Linked DNA regions of Mus musculus: region 2 is linked to region 1. The links are chromatin contacts, called in public Micro-C maps. All regions are on one chromosome and are shown on one strand. Each heading gives the region's core, a stretch centred on a gene start, on an enhancer-like site or on the middle of the called end of the contact. The rest is flanking DNA. Distances are from core to core; before and after follow the strand shown. Region 1 holds the start of Arhgap28 (Rho GTPase activating protein 28). Region 2 has its middle 43 kb from the start of Arhgap28.

The links. Hi-C and Micro-C count contacts between places; a contact is called where the count stands out from the background.
Region 2: a contact with region 1 is called in a Micro-C map of palatal mesenchyme, with 1.7 times the contacts expected there. The contact joins the enhancer-like site here to the promoter of Arhgap28 in region 1. A contact is called at or near these places in 3 of 484 Hi-C or Micro-C datasets (muscle stem cells, palatal mesenchyme and uterus), 2 of 115 datasets of contacts at active chromatin or transcription factors (embryonic fibroblasts and embryonic stem cells) and 1 of 9 other capture datasets (adipose tissue).

What each region holds. Positions count from the first base shown.
Region 1 is chr17:68,002,339-68,005,866 of GRCm38.p6, forward strand. Arhgap28 (Rho GTPase activating protein 28) reads right to left here and starts at 1,770. Exons shown (of 18, transcript NM_172964.4): 1 at 1,557-1,770. The coding sequence starts at 1,672.
Region 2 is chr17:68,044,998-68,048,305 of GRCm38.p6, forward strand. No RefSeq gene overlaps it. Among named protein-coding and RNA genes, the nearest start is that of Arhgap28, 43 kb to the left of the region's middle. Within about 2 kb of position 1,479, at least 28 of the 459 cell types and tissues checked have an H3K27ac peak or open chromatin away from gene starts, as enhancers often do. A contact at or near this core is called in muscle stem cells, palatal mesenchyme and uterus, where this site is marked.

The sequences.
Region 1 (3,528 bases), core at 520-3,019:
CTGTTATCAGGCACATGATGGATGATGTAGTATCCTCTAGCTCCTAGTAAACACGGGAACCTCTATTTTCAGTGCTTCTACTGAGGGCCAGGGAGTTAAGCTATCCTCCCATAATTCTGCTGGGGGGGGCTGGAAGGAGGGCTGCACACTCCCATCCCCCGCCTCAGAGGAGGGAGTAACTGAGGGTCCTCTGGAGTACAAGGCAATCGGCAACATTATAAACTTAGACCCAACTGGTTTATGGTAAAGAACTGACTATGATATCAGTCAGCTCTCCCACTCTCACACATTACCATTCTACAAGACCACATGCTGAGCTAATAAAAAACAAAATCTCCCTCCAATTTGCTTTCAGCTATCTGGCTGATGCCCACAGGGACAGCTGCTAGGGTTTAAGCTACACCCAAGCCACTTAAGAATGTAGAAAACTGGCCCCTGCCTTGCATCCAATCCCATCTATTTAGTCAAGATGGTACTTTCTTCTAAAAGAATTACACACTCAATACAAAGAAGAGTTTGTATCTTCAAGCTGAGTCAAAATGATGTGCGTGACTCCGACTGCCGGAGAAAACTGGTACATCTCTCACTGTCTGTTTTAAAATGAGATTTGACTCAACCTGCTCTCTCTGGAAGAAACAATAATTTCTTTGTTAGCGAAGACCAGTATAATTCCTAAGCCAGTGCGATTGGTTCATCTCATGGATACCGTCCAAAGCATATTATGTGACATAGTCACAAATCAATTAAATTGGGAAACAGCAGTAATTATAATCACATAAAGTTAAGAGTGTGAGGAAAAGCAAGTAATTGAAAATAACAGTGATGTAAGATGCCATTAGGAGATGATATCAAAACACGCATTAGCGTAGGCTTCAAAATAAATAAGTAAAAACGTCCACTGATATAGTCGTAGAGAATAGCAAAGGAACTTCCCCTAAACACGCCAGACAGCAAACCATCTCACATTTGGAATATTTTTGACCATCCGTCTTTGGCGGAACAGATGGGCATGCCAGAGCAATGTTCTCCAGATCCCTGGCTTACTAAATGCACATGGTCACCCAAAGAAATAAACAGGAATTGCGTTGGTTGCATACAATCGGCACCGGCACTCATCAAATAATGACATCACTGTATTTAAACAATTGAGGGTATTTACAGTAGAAGTGAAATTGTTATGTCAGTGAAGGTTTCCTTTTGAGAAAAACTTTAGCTTCAAATAGTTAATCTGAGTGTCTGCGAGAACTTTTTTTCTTTTCAACCGACTTGTGTTTGGGTTCTTGGTAATATTTTAAAATTTCTCCAGTACATGGTGAGAGTCTTCCACAGAAATGGTATGTTTATCTAACTCTTGATAAAGTTGCGTCAAGACTACAAGTACCCCGCTAGCCTCAGCCAGCCACACACAGACTTTTTGCCCAGGCTGTTTCTCATCTCCAATCAGGATCATACAAAGAGCAGTCTCAGTTATCAACTCCATAAAAACTTGCCTAAGCGCTGCCCCCTCCCCGCCCCGCCCGGCGCGCGCGCGCGCGGCCCGCGGTGCCGCTCCGTACCTGCTGAGCGGATGGCTGGCCCGGGACGCGCAGCGTGGCTCAGCGCCCTGCGGTTGCGAGCGCGCGTGCGAGTGGTAGGCGGTCAGCACCACGCCGCCCGAGTCCTCCACCTCCATCCTCAGCGGCGCATGTCCCCGCGCTAACCCAGAACAAAGACCGAGACCAACGTGGACTAGCTCCGGGAGCGGGTCAGCGGCCCCGAGCGTCCGGCGCCCCAAGGCTCTGCGACTAGGACGGCCCCGCCCGCCCAAGGGCCACGCCCACAGAGTACAGCGGCAGATTAGCATACAACGCGGGCCACGCCCACAAAACAAGGCGCACCGATTAGCATAACTAAGAGCCACGCCCACAGAGTACAACAGACAGATTAGCTTAATACACCGAGGGCACGCCCACAGAGTACACCGGGCCGATTAACAAACACTGAGGGCCACGCCCACGGATCCCTGCTTCTAGGAAACTGGAAACCTGCCTGGAGCTTGCGGCTCCAGCCAGCAGCTCTAGTAAAGTTTGTGTTTTTCTTCCTTTGTTTCTCCTTTCCTCTTCTCAACCTCCTCCTCGGCCCCTTCAGACGGGAGGCTTATCCCATGGCTAGGAACATTTCCTGCCTGGCAGTCAGAAGTGAGACAGAAACCATGCCTTAGGCAAGGGGAGAAAGGCTAGGTCTGGAATGGGTGCTCTGGGGAAGAAAGGGAGAAAAATGTGACACTCTCATTTAAATGTAACACTCTCATCTGAATCGGAAATTGAAGAGCTGAATGGCACTGACGTTTGCTAGTCTAAGTGACAGCGAATTCGATTTCCCTTCTGCCCAAGCCATTCCCTCTGCACGTGCAAGCCTGAGCTTCCTTCCCATACCCTCAAGACTGCAACGCCAGACTCTTACCTCATTCCTAACATCCCTTTCCTCCACTCAGTTGTGGTCCCTGACAGATACTGTTTCCAGACTGTCTGAAAAGTACTCCTTATTGCCACGGGCTCCATGAATGCTATTTTCAGGGGGCTTTTTAAGGGAGAAGATTATAAACACACATGCACACACACACACACACACACACACACACACACACACTGTATATAACATACCCAAAAGTGCAATATAGTCTTTCTCCTGATTGTGTTTCTGGTTGGAACTGCTTTCAAAATTCTCTCCCTGTGAAACCGCTTAGAGATCATCAATCAAAGCCCCCTCCCCCACCTCTTACTCCCCGGCCACTTTCCAGAAATGGCTCTTGCTTTGTTACAGGAATAATTTCATTCTGCTCTGTGATGAAGGTAGACTCTCCAGACCATGCCTTGTGTGTTTCTTTGCTCTGGTCTGGCATCCACTTGAGTGACTCCTAATAGGTCGTGGTCTTTTTTTTTTTTACCTCCCCCCTCCCCCAAAGGCCAGATGGAACCAGGAAACTTCTCAGAATGAAACACCAAGGAGTAGAAAGCCTGAGGGGAAAACCCACCACTAACTCATGATCAAATTACCATTTTCCAGCAAGTTGGTGCTTTCTACTCAACTGGAAGCTGCTGGAAGAACTGGTCTCTCTCTCTCTCTCTCTCTCTCTCTCTCTCTCTCTCTCTCTCTCTCTCTCTCTCATATCCCAGAGCCCCTCCTGTTTCACATAGCACACACTCCAGAGAGGAAGGTGTGCTGGATAGTGTTTATCAACTTGACACAAGCTGAGGTCATCTGCGGGGAAGGAGCCTCAATTAAGAAAATGCCTCCATAAGAATCAGGCTGTAGGCAAGCCTGTAGAGTGTTTTCTTAACTAGGGACTGGGGGAGTGGGGGTAGCCCATTGTGAGTGGTGCTGGCACTGGGAAGGTGGCCCTAGGTTCTAAAGAAGGCATGCTGAAGAAGCCGTGGTGAGCAAGCTAGAGAGCAGCACCCCTCCATGGCCTCTGCCTCAGCTCCTGCCTCCAGGTTCCTGCCCTGCTTGAGTTCCTGCCCTCACTGCTTTTGATGAAGAACTGTGAAC
Region 2 (3,308 bases), core at 229-2,728, 42 kb after region 1:
TCTTATTTTTTGAGTGTTGGGGATTTGAACTTATGCCCTCCTGCTTCCACAGCAAGCACCCTTATCCCTGCCCACTGAGCTGTAGGCTTATTATAAGAATAACGCTTGGTCTTCTAATAAAAATTTTTAAAGATCATTAAATCAGTCAGGATCAGACATCTATACTCTGTAGCTCTCTGAAAGATCCTGGAAGAAAGATTCATGTAGCATAATGATTTAAGAACAGATTATTAAAGAACACATAGAATTTGATGGTTTGAATCTGGATGCTTCTGTATATGTAAGAATACAGAGAGAGGCTTTGCCCAAGCATCCAAGATGGCTCACTCCAAGTGGTCAGGTTGGGAAAACCGTTTGCTTTCTTCAGACTATTAACCATTACCAGGGTTGATTTTACACAGTTGTTTTGTCATATGGATGGACTCAACATTAACCTACAAAGAACTAAGCACATACTGTACTGAAGTACTAAAATTACCCTTGTTTTAGAGAACAACTGTGTGGGTACTTGATCGAGTTCTTTCGCTTTAAGGGGATCAAATGGGCTGGAAAGCCAGGTGGAGAGTTCCATGGAGAGAGTGGCTTGTGCTAAGAGCTAATCGCTGTGTCTCATCTTCTCAGGAAGTCTAGCAGCAGATGTTTCATCTGGCTGTTTCTACCATAAGCTTCAAAACTCACATTAGCCATAAAAGCTAAGTGGAACCACAGGATAGCTTAGCATCCTCTGTGTGTCAATCCTACTATTGTGGCAGAAGTAGGGGTAGAATGCTAAAGCCCTTGGACATCCTGTCCTCATGCATTTCTCGGCGATATTTGGGAACGCTGCCAGTAAGTGTGTTCAGCAAATGCGGTGGACTCAAAATATTTTGCCATAATCACAAGATGATTAGGCAACTGTGATGGTTTAAGTGTTCTCTGTCTGTGCTCCAGTGTTCTGCTCATTAGCTGGAAATATGCTTTGTTTTTGTTTTTTAAAACCAGGCTCATACATGTTGAAAAATGAAGAGCTGTATGTTCTCATAGGCAGATTGTTATAATGTGAGTCTGTAAAAGATTGCAGCAATAAGTTAAATTAATAATCATCTGGCACAGGGTGAGAAGAAAGCCATATATGGGCTATGTTTTTACAGTAAGAACATTTGATTTTGGTCAAGTGCATGTCAAAGAAGAGTAGGAATTCATTTCAACTTTGGAATGCCTGGGATACAGGCAGGCAGATTATCCTAATTGAAAACACGTTTCACATTTAGACATACTCTCAGAGACTACGCTTCCATTCCAAACACTGTCCTCTCAAACGGCTAACCTCTCGTTTATCTGAAAACAAGACAAAACAAAAAACAAAACAAAACAAAACCCAGCCCTCCAGATCAACCCTGAAGATCAAGACACAGACTGAAAAGAGGTTCCTGAACACAGGTCACAGTCCTTGGCTCACCAGCTGTTCTGGCCGAGGTCTATGTTGGAGTGACAACCACAGATGCAGAAAGGGCTATTAACAATCGAGCTGTGCACAGCTCTATAGCGTCATCACAAAGAGCACTGAGGTCTGAGGTCTGTTCGTGTAAGATCAGTGCGCTCTTTATGAATTAGAGTGCTGACTACAAAGTAAAATAACACACAGTGACTTGTTGCTCTCCCAAAGCACAAGGTCCCGTGATGCTCACGGTGCTTCAGAAGACTGGCCTGGCCACTCTGGGACCTGTGGACCCTGATGCTAAAGGGAAGACTCTTTGACATCCAGTGAGATAGCTCAGTGGGTAAAAGGCTTGCAGACTCAAGACTGATGGTCTGGGTTCAGATGCTCAGGAGCCACATGCAAGCTGCAAGAGTCTATAATCCCAGCATACCCTCACTAGGAGATGGGAGGCAGAAGAGACTCTCAGGAAGCCAACATGCCATCTAGTGTGGCATGGAGGGAGGAATATGAGCGATCCAGTCTCCGACAAGGTGGAAGCGGAGGGCTGGAGCCCGAGGTTGTTCTCTGACCTCTATATGTATACCATTGTTTGTGCATGTATACCCACACACTTAAACACATGCCTGTTCCCTATCCTCTCTCACTCTCTCTCTCTCACACACATATACATACATCAACACACAATCAGAAGGAGAGAGACTGAGGGAGGGAGGGAGGAAGAGAGAGAGAGACAGAGACAGAGAGAGACAGAGAGACAGAGAGAGGGAGAATATGATAATTTACCAGCATTTATTCTGGAATTGGTCTCATTGTTGGGTTTTTATGTGGCACTGTAGGATGGAAATATTGTGAATACAATTTTAGTACAGAATGATTAAAACACAGATCAAATAACTTCAGGATGGGTTCCTTTGTCTGAAAAGGCAGGACTAAGAGTGTGTACATTTCATATTACTATGAATTATAACTATGTGTATATATATATATATATGTATATATATATATATGCAAATATATATATATGCTTTGCTCATATAGATATGGATATGGATATAGATATAGATATATGAGGGAGGGAGGGAGGAAGAGAGAGACAGAGAGACAGAGTGACAGAGGGAGGGAGGGAGGAAGATATAGATATAGATATAGATATAGATATAGATATAGATATAGATATAGATATTTGGGGGGGTGAAGCCCAAGTCTAAACGTAGTCTGAATTCATTCATTCATGTTTATATACACCTTGTACACATAACCTGGGACATTAATGCCCAGGTACTTTGGAAAGTGAACTTTCTGTGCTAGGATCTCAGGTATGGAAACTTCTATTTTTGTCATCATGAACTTCCAGAGTGTAGAGATTTTCAACGTTCTCTTCCATTCTGCCTGAAGTGTTTGCTTATTTATATCGTGAGACATTTCAAGGTTCTCCTACAGAAGAAACTTTCACATAGCTAATTCTTAAATACAGCTCGCAAAAATGATACCGTGATTTTATCTGCTCAGTATCAGGTTCCATGTAAGGGAAACATCTCGGGGTGTGTTTGTTTTCTGATCCACAAAGGTAGAAAAGAGGTCAAGAAATGAAGCAGGAACCTAGTTTGGACTTTTAAAGCAAGGTTTCTGTTTTGAAACTACAGACGGACATACAATATGTGATACTGCCTCTCTCCTGCCCTCCATTGCCGTGAACAGGTAGCGGCTCCCTTGCCTTTTACATCACCCACAGACAACAAGCAGAGACTCCCTGGAATTAGTAAAGGAAGCTTAGAGAAAGTTACCCAGCACTCACCAGGGACATTTGTCTTTGAGTTTTGGAGGCAAAAGCTTTTCTACTTAAAAATTTTTTTTCCAAGATTTCAGTTAGAATATATCTGTAAGTTTG